4 separate regions of the Mus musculus genome follow, and regions 1, 2 and 3 are each linked to region 4. The links are chromatin contacts, called in public HiChIP or PLAC-seq maps. All regions are on one chromosome and are shown on one strand. Each heading gives the region's core, a stretch centred on a gene start, on an enhancer-like site or on the middle of the called end of the contact. The rest is flanking DNA. Distances are from core to core; before and after follow the strand shown.

Region 1 (2,718 bases), core at 158-2,657, 210 kb after region 4:
AGGCATAGACATAGAAATAAGAAATGAATCGGGAAGGATTGAAAAGGGAAGAAATTCTTGGTCAATGCTGGAGGAAACAATATGGAGACTTCCGTGGAATGGCCGAAAGGCCCTAGATTGGGTTTGTAGGTGTGTGATGGTGTTAGTGAACCTAAACACTCCCCTAGTTCATATCAAGATCTCTTTCTTCCTTGGCCTAAATGGCAGCTGGGACATAGCTCAGGCAGACAGGAACTTCAGTCTTCTAGATGGGGGAGAGGCATGGTGTGTGTCAGGAACATTCCTTGGCCTTTGGTCCTTCCCTCCCCTTGCTGCCCCGTTCCCTTGGAAGTTTCTAGTTCTCTCCAGCTTCTTGCTCTTCCTCCCCCCCCCCCCCCAGCTCTCTTTTCCCCTCACAGCTCTCAGCACCCTGAACAGTGGTTTCTGACCCTTAATGTGACAAGGTCAGCTTAGAAGCCATTTCTTATATTTGCTAGAGACGAGTCAGCTGCTGTCCCGTGCTGGGAAGTCTGCTTACGTACTTGTTATTTAGACTCTGGGTAAAAGACTGTCACCTTCTGTCTAGATAGTTCAAAGAAACTCTGCTGTTTTTCCCTTGACCCTTAGTACATATAAAATAGAAAAATACATCCTTGCATATGTACGTATACGTCTCTGTGTGTGACTCTGTATGCACACATGCATGTACATGCAAGAAGATATAAAATAAGTTAGAACGGATCAAATCACACAAAGAGGGTCCTTAGCTTCTTAGGAGAAAATGTGCATTCATATCCAAGCCTCAGTGTGTCAGTTAGTAAGTCCTTTCCCCAGTCATCATGACAGGCAACTCATAGCAATGTGCCAAACTGAACTAAGATTAAGACCACAGACTCTGTGAAATGGCGGCTTGCTGTTATGTTTGGGAAAAGAGAGATGAAACCATCTGAGGCCACGTGTCACCTGAGAAGCTTAAATGTATGTGCACAGATGGCTCCTTCACCTCTGTACTCCCTCTAGGGGATTGTGTCCCTCCTATGTCCAGGAAATAAGTGTTAAAACCAAGGAAGAGCCTTCTCAGACCAACAACTATACTAACCTAGATTTCTATGACATGTCACAGACGGAAAGACAAGCTTACTAGCCAATAGTCTCTCTGAAGAGCACATCTATGTGCTTCTAATTATGTAGAACTCTTATCCAAGCCGGGATGCTGTGTTCTCTGGGGTCCCTTGAATGGAGGATAGGGCAGACATCCTACTTAGCCCTGCCCGATGAGGTCTGACGATGCCTTTGCCAGGAGAGGAAGCCATTGACTCTTGCTTCTCACAAGGCTGGCATGCAGCCCAGCACACTCCACCTACTTCACCTCTCCTTGGGCCAAATGCCTTGGCTGGGAGTGTACGCTGCCTCTGTGGAAGCCATCAGGTCTGACACGCTGTCTATCCTACTTTTAGCTGTGTTTCCGATGACTCAGTAAAGCAGTACTCATCCAGGGACCACCTAGCAAAGCACTTCCAAGCCCCCGTCTTCAAGTTTGTGGGCAAAGACCACAAGGTAAGCTGGATGCCCTTTGTCCCACAACCCCATGCCTGAGCCTTCCTTCTTATTGCCCTGGTGCACTGACATTCTAAGAGCCTGTGGTTAGCTTCTGCACAACCTCTGGGAGAATATAGTTAAACTCTGGATTCACACAAATTACAATTGCCTGCCCCTCACCACACCCACATAAAGTGGCTGTGCACAAGGAATATCATAGGACCATAATTTGGAATCTTTGTGGGCAGATTAATGTAAAACGCCAGTGATGCCGTCAGTTCAACAAAGGATTTAGACAGGAATTTCATGGAAAGACAGCCCAGGAATGGGAAGAGAGTAGAACCCAGAATGCTAATCATAGGACATAACTTCATAATAGGGAGTGTCCTACATGGAATGTATGGGAAACTACAAATTACGAGGCCTTCTAAGCCATAGGAACTGAACAACAACAGCATAAATTTGATATATATTTTTAAATTAAGTTACCTGGCAGTATGCCACAGTCATTAACTTCGCACATGATTTTTGGCTAAATACACTTTTGGCGATCTCACAGAAACAGATTATGTTTTAGAGTGTGCTCTTAAGAGGGCAAAAGGGGGGCCTCAAATAAACACAGCCAAGGGGCCACACTATCAGTTTAATGGGACATTAAGCAGTCTTTAAAATTATGAACATGAGAAAAGCAGGGGTGAAGAAAGTGTCCTAACAGTGTCCTAACAGGGTACACGGGGGTCAAGCTGACAAGAGGCTGTCCCAAGAGGCTGTCCCAAGAGGCTGTGGGTGACAAGATGGATCCCTTTTGCTGCTGTTGGCAGTATTGAAACACAGCTCAGGTCAAGCTTTACAGAGCAAGGTTCTTTCCCATAACGCCTCTAAGTGACCTTTGCAGCCATTTGTTATTCCAAAACTCCAGTTGAGTAACTGATCCTGGCCTAGCAGACCCTTCTGAAAAAGACTTCTTTATGAGCACTGGGCCCCAGCACCCCTCCCAGTCCAGAGGACTAAAATGCTAAGGCACAGGACACTGCTCCCCTAAAGTCTCTTCAGCGTATCAGAGTTATAGTGCTAGGTTTTGAGGTCACCCATGTGTCTCTGTTCCTTGTGGCCACATTCTTAATGTGTGGACTGGGCAATTTCCTTATCCTAAGCCTTGGTTTCCTGTCCATAAATATAAGATTGTCATTGTCACCTCTA
Region 2 (2,700 bases), core at 148-2,647, 190 kb before region 4:
ACCAAACAGTTAAACTCAGAACAGACAACCCCTCCCCATCCCCCCTTGGGTCAGGAGCATCCTTGAGGAACAGGGCCAATTTTAAAACTATAGAAAATTTCACAATTTTTCTCTTTTCTTCTTTTTAGACAGGCTCTCACTATGAGTTCCTGGCTGGCCTGGGACTCAGCATGTAGACCATGCTGGCCTCGAACTCACAGAGCTCTGCCTGCCTCTGCCTCCTGAGTTCGAGAGTTCATACATTAATAGTAATAACCAGTCTCTAAGATCATCCATGACCTTGCTTCTTAGAGAAGACTTAAAATAAGGATTTTAAGTCTTATCAATCATGCTTATGCAAAAATCAAATAGATCCCTAAGGATTTCAAACAAGCGTAATGTAATTAACAAGTTTTCTCAAAAAGGATATCTGAATGATAGGACATCAATAATGCTTAAGAGAAATATGTAACAAGACAAAGAACCTTGAGCTAATCTAAGCTTATCAGAGCACTGAGATTTCATTTAGAAACAGGACAAGGAAGCTCTCTTGGTCCCAGTTGCAATGTTAGTTCTATGTAATATGTAACACGTAATGTTGAGGTTTGGTCTTTTGCTATGTATTAGAATTATATTATTATAATGTATTATAATGCTAAATACTGGTCCCTAAGGCCTGGTTGCCCCCAAGGATGAGAAAATCTGCACATAGACTCAAGTGATGCAATGTCACCTTGACCCCTAAGTTACTCCTGATTGGTGAATGAAGATGCCTACAGCCTATAGCTGGGCAGAATTGATATAGGCAGGGCTTGGAGTTCCCAGGCTTGGGATCTGAGGAGACCATGAGAGAGGGAGAGGATGGGAGAAGAAGATGTCATGGGTAGGAGAGTCATGAAAGCATGGCTATGAGGACTGGCCAACTGAAGTTAAGAGCAGTTCAGACGAAACATGGAGAATTATAACTCAGGGTTATTAATGGGGAAATAGATTCTAATAGCTTAGAGGGTGGATATCTGCCCAGCTCTAGTGCTGATTAAGGCTAATAATAATAATAATAATAATTATAAAAGGCAGGGTAGGCCTAGTGGCCAAGTAGGGGCCAAAAGGACAGGAGGATGGTAGAATGTCCTCACACTCCCACATGGCAGGGTTGATCTGCTCTCCTGAGAGGGAGTTCACAGATGTCAGATGGTACTAAGTAAGTTCATGTCAACAAGCATGTCCCCACCGTCTTCTCCTTGTCCAGCACTGTGTGAGTCACCGTGCGGCATGGGAAGGAAGATCCCTGGGGACCTCTGCTAGGCAGATGACACATGTAAGACAGTGATAAAAATGGAAATATCCAAGAGTAGATTCTTTCCAGTCTTGCTTCCTCCCTCATGAGTCACAGAGTATACAAGCCACAAGAACTACACCGCAATAACAACTCTTTACTGCGCATGCACCTCACTCCAGAAGTTCCCCGTACACTCTCTCATTTAAATCTTTGTCAGGTCGGTGGAGCTTCTTGGCTCTGCTTTGCAGACAAGAAGCCTGAGGCAACGTGCAATTGACTAAGCTGGGTTAGCAGATGTAGTCCATCTGGATTCACAAAATTCCCTACTTCTCTGCAACCTTCAGGGCAGCACCCTGATATTCTGAATAAGCTACAACAGTGGGGAGGAGGGGCGGGGCCGAGAGCCGGCTGAAGGAAAGCACAACTCCTCCTGCAAAGGAATCGACATCACCACCACAGGCCAGAGGCTCCTTTCCCACTCGGGCCCACAGCAGTTCCCATCCGTCACTCCGTCTCTTGCACAGAACTGATTAATTTCTGACAAAACCCAAAGTTTTGGGGGGATTCGATTTAAGTTTGATTTATGGCTCAATTTGCCATCCTGAAACAAAACGGAGGAACTGATAAAAATTCTGAAAGCGGGCAACGTTTTGCACTGTTTAAAGCAGGTTTCCCGTAGGGTCAGATGGCTGAGCTGGAGTTGACCATACAGAATGTATTTACAGGCAGGGTCTACCCCAAAGCTGTGCCCCGCGGCTCTCTGGGCTGGCCTGGAGGATCTGGATAGACATGCCTGCCTTTCTGGAACTCCCTACCAGGGTGGAACAAGGCAGATTCGAAGTTGAAATGCTTCTTGTTTGTAAACCTGACAGCGGCTGGCTTGCTCAGGGTTCATGAAAAGCCTTCAGTTTCCACCCTCTAAAGGCACAAACATTCCTCTGTTGTGTTTCAAGGGCAGTTTCTAGGGGAGAGCCTCAAGTAGCAATTTCAATGCTCAAATTAGTATTTTTACTAGTTTTTGAAGACACAAACTTGGCTTTTGGTAACATGTTCCACTATTATCAAGCAATTAGAACCCAAAAGGCTTAAACATCAATATTTGTCCTTTCTGCAGCCTGGCCGACTTCAAAACTCATGGCTTCAGCTCTATGCTTTCACTTTGGACAGCCAGCATCTCTCAGTTTAGCCTACGGGGTCTTCTGGGGTAAAGCTACCTAATGAGGTTTTTCATGTTGCAGAGGATCAGGGTCTTGTGCATACCAGGCAAGGGCTCTACACTGAGCTCCAGCCCCAAGCCATTAGGTTCTGAGGGCTTAAATGAGGCCAAGCTGGCAGGGGTGCGGTGGGGTGGGGTGGGGTGGGGTGGGGGTAGAGGGCGTGTGTGTGTGTGGGGGGGGAAGGTAGGTGGTAGGTGTTTCACACACTACATCTGCTAACAGACA
Region 3 (2,700 bases), core at 183-2,682, 130 kb after region 4:
AGAGAAGCTGAACAGCAGCTGCTGTGTTGCAGGAAATGATCCAGTACACAGCCTTCTGGATTCCCCGTCCACCGGGGTGGAATTTCTTAGTGGGCTACAACATGAAGGGGGTCGTGTTAGGGTCAATAGCTATTCCCTACCGTGCCCCATCTATATGCTTTCCCTGGCTTTTTTTCTCAAATGGTGGCATACTAGACTTGACACAACAATCAGCCCTGTCACTCAGTGTTGACACCTGAACTTGGACTCCCGACATGAGGGTCTATTTCTGGATTCCATTATCTCCAACATTGTCCTCTTTCTGTTGGCGATCCACCTCCTGATGGATGTTACCTTCCGTGAGAACAGTGCCCTCCTGTCCTGTTGGACACAGACTAGGAAGGAAGCAAAGATCTATGGCAAAGCTTATAGGGCTTAAGGGGTTTTTTTTCCCCACACTAAACATTTGGTTCTGCAAATCTGCATGCGATCCAAAGATTGACACTTTTCTAATGAAGCGTTTTCTTTATATAAAATGTAGTGAAGTAGTCGGCTAATTTTAAATTTCATCTGGTGCTTAAATATTTTGAATTGTATGTGAGAAACGTTTTGAATAATCTGTATTTCTTCTAAAAGGCTGGTTTTAAGCTAAGCGTGGTAATGAACACTCATAATTCAGCAGTGAGGAGGAAGACTGGGTGTTCAAAGCCAGCCTGGACTACATGATGGCATCCTTTTCTAGTTCAGATTCAGTCTGGTCCTTTTAATGATATTAATGTGAATGTCTGCATTCTTAACATGAAATAGGCCTTTGACAAAAAAAGGAATCAAGCATGGGGCTGGGGAGATGACTTGGTAGGTAAACGCACTTGTCCAAACGTTGAGAGCCTGGGTTCAGCTCCCCAGCATCCATATAACAGAAAGCCATGGCTAGAGAGATGACTAAACGGCTAAGAGCACTTGATGCTCTTGAGAAGGACCTGGGTTCAGTTCCCAGCACCCGAGACAGGAAGTTCACAACCACCTATACCTCTTCACATGGGGGTGGGGAGAAGGGCATAGGGGCTGGAAGAACACTAGGGCTTGCTAGCTGCCAGCCTTCACAATGCAGCAAGTCCAAGATCAGTGAGCGACCTTGTCTCAGTGCATGAGGCAAACAGAGGATGGTGCCTCCTCTGGCCTTCACACACACCATGCATACATACTACTTTTCCCTCTTAGAGGGCACCATGCAGTCAGGGTACTCTCCCAATAGCTTGTTAAAGGAGAGCTCTGCTGCGGGTGAATGATTCTCAGTTCAGTCAAGAAACACCTAAGCTGTCACACACACACAAAGCCAACTCTCAAATCATCTGCTATTAGAAGCCCATGGTAACGCCACCTCCACCACCGTGGAATTCGTCCTGTTTCAAGCACACACAGAATATTTTCTGAAACTGACCTCAAATCAGGCCATAAAGCAAATATTAATAAATTCCAAAGGACTGGAGTCATATAGCATTTTCTCTACCCACGGAGGAAATCACTGCCTGCAGCAATGAATCACTTTCTCTGGGAAATCCTCCAATATTTGAAATGTGTATCAAAGGAGAAATAGTAACCATGCTAAGAAATTAAAAGTATACATAGTTTCCCAGGATTAAAAGCAGAAAAGAAGGCTATCACTACAAATCCTGGAGCTGCTAAGAAGGCGGCTTAGGATGCAGCAGAGCAGGAAGCCTTGCGGTTGGTACCCAGCACTGGAACAACAGCAGCCAAAAAAATGGCTGGAAAAACTTGATGCCAATAAACTTAAAATTTCACTCAAAAGTTCCTAGAGTAACATAATTTCCAAACCTAACATTAAACTTTAAAAAGTAAGCCTGATTTTAAGAATGGTCAAGAGGTTAGAAAGATGGTTCAGTGGTTAAGAGCACTGACTGCTCTTCTGGATGGAGGTCCTGAGTTCAAATCCCAGCAACCACATGGTGGCTCACTGGTGCCTTCTTCTGGTGTGTCAGTGACAGTGTGCTGAAAAATAAAATAAATCACTTTTTAAAAAGTCAAATGGCTCCCGGAATGGGCAAAAGATCAGAACAGACATTTCTCCTATAAAGATGGCTGCCAAGAGCTTGAAATGATACAAAGCATCATTGGTCCCCTAGAAGAGGGAGATGAGAGACACTGTGAGGTACTACTTCATATTTACTAAGGAAAATACTGTAAGAGCGACTGTAGTGAGAAGTATTAATGGGGACGTAGACAAAGCCTCACAGCAGGTAGGAATTAGAAATGGTGCTGCACAGAGACTTACATATGACTTTTCATGGGAACATTGTTCCTCATAGCCAGAAAGTGAATCCAACCCCAGTGACGGTCATTGTTAAAGGATCCCACATCACCACGCAAAATGGGGCATTGTTTGGCATTAAAAAGAGTGAAGTACAGGTATATGATGTCATATAATTCTGTCTTGAAGACATTATGCTACTCAGTAAAATCCACTCAGCAAAATTCAACATCCTGAGTCACTTTGCTTAACATGAAATGTCAGGAACAGGCAAATCCATAAAAACAGAAGGTTGTCAAGGATTAGGAGTAGGGAAAACAGGAAGTGACGTCTAATGGATGTCAGGTTGTGAGGATGGTGCAAGACTGTACTACTGATTGACATAGAGCTTACACAACACTATATATGTACTAAAACCATCATATCAGATATGGGTTTTCAGATAGACTCTC
Region 4 (2,722 bases), core at 85-2,584:
CACTTAGGGTCATGAATATTTGTTCCAGAGGTTAAAACGGTGGACAGGAACACTTGGTACACGCTCAACTTCAAATTGCTGCGAAGAGACACTGTGACCAAAAGCAACTTTTATAAAAGAAAGCATTTAAGTAGGGGCTCGCTTACAGTTGCAGCTCGTTATTATCGCGGAGAGGAAGGAGGAGAATGGCGCCATGGTGGCACCGGAGCGACAGGGGAGAGAGCTTTGCATCCTGATACATGTGAAAAGTACAAAGACATTGAAAGTTCAAAATCAAAAGCCAGTAAGCAAGGATGGGAGCTAGAGAATGAATCTATCCAAGTAAAATGGGAAGTATGGTTTTTAGCACCACTCAGGAATCCTTAAAATGGGGAAGACTGGAGAAAGTTGCAGATCAAGAATGGAGTTTTTCTCATTGCCTCTTTCGTCAAGTTCAGCTTTTCTTTGTTGTAACTGCCATGCTTGTGGACAATATATCTCATTTGTATAGTTTTGAGACAGAGTCTCTCCATATATCCCGGATTGGCTTTGAACACCAGATCCTCTTGTTTCAGGCTCCTGAAACCACAGAACACTGAGTACTTTTTTTTGTTTTGTTTTGTTTTGTAGGCTCTCATGTAGCCCAGGGTGGCCTCAAACTCACTATGTTTGATCATCTGTCATAGTTGGGTTTGGAACTGCTGTGACGAAACACCAAAAAAACAAAAAACCAAAAAAAAAAAAAAAAAAAACCAAAAAAGCAAGTTGGGGAGGAAAGGGTTTATTCAGAGTCTAACACTTCCAGATCATAGTTCATCCCTGGAGGAAGTCAAGACAGGGATTCAAACAGGGTAGGAACCTGGAGGCAGAAGCTGATGCAGAGGCCATAGAGGATGCTGCTTACTGGCTTGCTCCTCATGGCTTGCTTAGCCTACTTTCTTATCAAACTCAGGACCACCAGCCCAGGGGTGGTACTGCCCACAGTGGACTGGGCCCTCCTGTATTGATTGCTAATTGAGAAAATGCTTTAGAACTGGATCTCATAGAGGCATTTCCTTGGCTGAAGCTCCTTTCTCTGTTGACTTCAGCTTGGTCAAGTTGACAAACAAAAGCAGCTTGTACGCCATCCAAGTGTTAGGAGTATAGATGTGTCCTACTACTCCAGTACACAAGATGCTGAGGAGTTGAACCCATGGCCGTACAGGTGCTAGGCAAGCAGGCTGTCTATGGGGCTACACCCTCAGCTCTGATATGCATACCTAACAGTGAAATACCAGAGCACTAAATGCTGCGCTCTCTGTTATCGTCCACTGGGTCTTGGCCAGGACCTTAAGACACATTCCAATTTTTTTATTTTTCACACTCCAACAAAATGACTCATTCCCTTTCTTTCCCTCAGGAACCCGCAACTATTCTCTGGATCCCAGCTGCCTTTCTTGTAACATTAAAGCAACAAACTGCAGTTGTTTTTCTAGCCGCCTCACTGAAGTAACCAATGTCTTTAGAGTCTTTGACATCTCTTTTTAAAGAAGCCTGCCGATGAGTGTCTCACCGGCATTGACTAGCCCGTTTCTCCTCATCTTGGCCATAATACCAAATATACAAAGAAGCAGTCCGAAGCCACTAGTCTATCCTGTTAACGGCTGGTGATTTGGTTCAGGCTTAATCCTATAAAGCATTGATTGAACGTGGGATGCTCATCTCTCTTAGCAGTTCCTAACTGGATCAGTATGTAAAGCATTTAGCTGTGTGGAATTCCTGCAGGTTCTACTCAGGTTTTTTTTTTTAGTTCCCAACCCTTGCTGTCTAGAGGGGGAGACCTGCAAGAGAAGTACAATGTAATGCTGTTATCCCTGCATGTATTTATAAGACACGGCCAGCTTGCTCACACTCTAATGTTTAGCATTTGTCAGTCCCTGCATCTTAAGTCCCTGTCTCCTGGCCCAGTAAGAGCCCCTGACATCTAGCACTGGTGTTCACTGGCTCAGTTTTAAAGTTTCAGTCCTTTTTTTTTGTCTTTTCTTTTAAATGATGTCCCTAGTTCGGTAAAACTTCACAGTGAGCATAATTACTTGGCTTAAGTATTTTTAAGCATTATTTTTATGGCCGCAGAAATCAGCGCCTTGTTGGAAGGGGAGGCACGGGGGCAGTACGTACTATACTGCACAGACACATTCTGGGACGTTGCTTCAGAAGCCAGACCATAGTGAAATGTAGGAAATAAGTAATGAGTTTTTTAAGTATGTTCTCCTCTGTTTCTAGTGTACTTTCCCACCTGTAAATCCAGATGATGTAATGCCTAAGAAGTATTAAGTTTCTCCAGTGCTTTTCCAATAGCCTGGCTCTTGAGTAAAACCATCTGTAGCACATCACTGGATTTAAATTTATCTCAGAGTCTGAAACAAAAGCTTAGTCTGGAAGCTAACAAGTCATTTTATTTATTTATTTATTTTTCTTTTTTATCTAAAGCAACTCTTGACCCAAATACACAGACACTGATTTTGATTAGGTTAACAGCAAACACGAAGACTGCAATGTGTCTGGTGTTGTGCCTCAAGCAAGATTAAGAACCTTCTCATTTTCCTCCCCATTTCGATAAAAAAACATCTCTCTCTCTCTTTTCCTCCCTCTTTCCCTCCCCCTCCCGCTCTCTCTAGGTTTCTAGGCTGTACTTGACTGCCCCTTGCTCTCATGTCATTTCATTCCATCGTTCCAGATGTTTGCCACATCCTGATGGCTCCAC

The links. HiChIP or PLAC-seq counts read pairs in DNA pulled down with a chosen protein or histone mark.
Region 1: an HNF4G HiChIP or PLAC-seq map of pancreatic cancer cells shows a contact between it and region 4. The contact joins two enhancer-like sites. A contact is called at or near these places in 1 of 484 Hi-C or Micro-C datasets (embryonic stem cells), 4 of 115 datasets of contacts at active chromatin or transcription factors (the NIH/3T3 cell line, bone marrow-derived macrophages, effector CD8 T cells and 1 more) and 3 of 9 other capture datasets (adipose tissue, embryonic stem cells and pancreatic islet).
Region 2: a contact with region 4 is called in a FOXA1 HiChIP or PLAC-seq map of pancreatic cancer cells. The contact joins two enhancer-like sites. A contact is called at or near these places in 2 of 39 promoter capture datasets (frontonasal cranial neural crest and hematopoietic stem and progenitor cells), 8 of 484 Hi-C or Micro-C datasets (adipose-derived mesenchymal stem cells, cerebral cortex, liver and 5 more), 5 of 115 datasets of contacts at active chromatin or transcription factors (the NIH/3T3 cell line, bone marrow-derived macrophages, a colorectal cancer cell line and 2 more) and 2 of 9 other capture datasets (embryonic stem cells and liver).
Region 3: a contact with region 4 is called in a FOXA1 HiChIP or PLAC-seq map of pancreatic cancer cells. The contact joins two enhancer-like sites. A contact is called at or near these places in 1 of 39 promoter capture datasets (hematopoietic stem and progenitor cells), 5 of 484 Hi-C or Micro-C datasets (embryonic fibroblasts, group 2 innate lymphoid cells, muscle stem cells and 1 more), 3 of 115 datasets of contacts at active chromatin or transcription factors (bone marrow-derived macrophages, embryonic fibroblasts and pancreatic cancer cells) and 1 of 9 other capture datasets (embryonic stem cells).

The regions. Positions count from the first base shown.
Region 1 is chr10:59,424,195-59,426,912 of GRCm38.p6, reverse strand. It overlaps Oit3 (oncoprotein induced transcript 3), which reads left to right. Exons shown (of 9, transcript NM_010959.2): 8 at 1,437-1,536. Among named protein-coding and RNA genes, the nearest start is that of Gm36318, 16 kb to the left of the region's middle. Within about 2 kb of position 1,407, at least 18 of the 459 cell types and tissues checked have an H3K27ac peak or open chromatin away from gene starts, as enhancers often do. A contact at or near this core is called in pancreatic cancer cells, where this site is marked.
Region 2 is chr10:59,824,283-59,826,982 of GRCm38.p6, reverse strand. All of the region lies in intron 8 of Micu1 (mitochondrial calcium uptake 1), which reads right to left. Among named protein-coding and RNA genes, the nearest start is that of Gm23803, 7.8 kb to the right of the region's middle. Within about 2 kb of position 1,397, at least 91 of the 459 cell types and tissues checked have an H3K27ac peak or open chromatin away from gene starts, as enhancers often do. A contact at or near this core is called in the NIH/3T3 cell line, a colorectal cancer cell line, muscle stem cells and 3 more, where this site is marked.
Region 3 is chr10:59,508,158-59,510,857 of GRCm38.p6, reverse strand. The region is part of intron 1 of Mcu (mitochondrial calcium uniporter); the gene reads left to right. Among named protein-coding and RNA genes, the nearest start is that of Gm40671, 66 kb to the left of the region's middle. Within about 2 kb of position 1,432, at least 67 of the 459 cell types and tissues checked have an H3K27ac peak or open chromatin away from gene starts, as enhancers often do. A contact at or near this core is called in embryonic fibroblasts, muscle stem cells and pancreatic cancer cells, where this site is marked.
Region 4 is chr10:59,637,378-59,640,099 of GRCm38.p6, reverse strand. No RefSeq gene overlaps it. Among named protein-coding and RNA genes, the nearest start is that of Mcu, 22 kb to the right of the region's middle. Within about 2 kb of position 1,334, at least 83 of the 459 cell types and tissues checked have an H3K27ac peak or open chromatin away from gene starts, as enhancers often do. A contact at or near this core is called in the NIH/3T3 cell line, a colorectal cancer cell line, embryonic fibroblasts and 4 more, where this site is marked.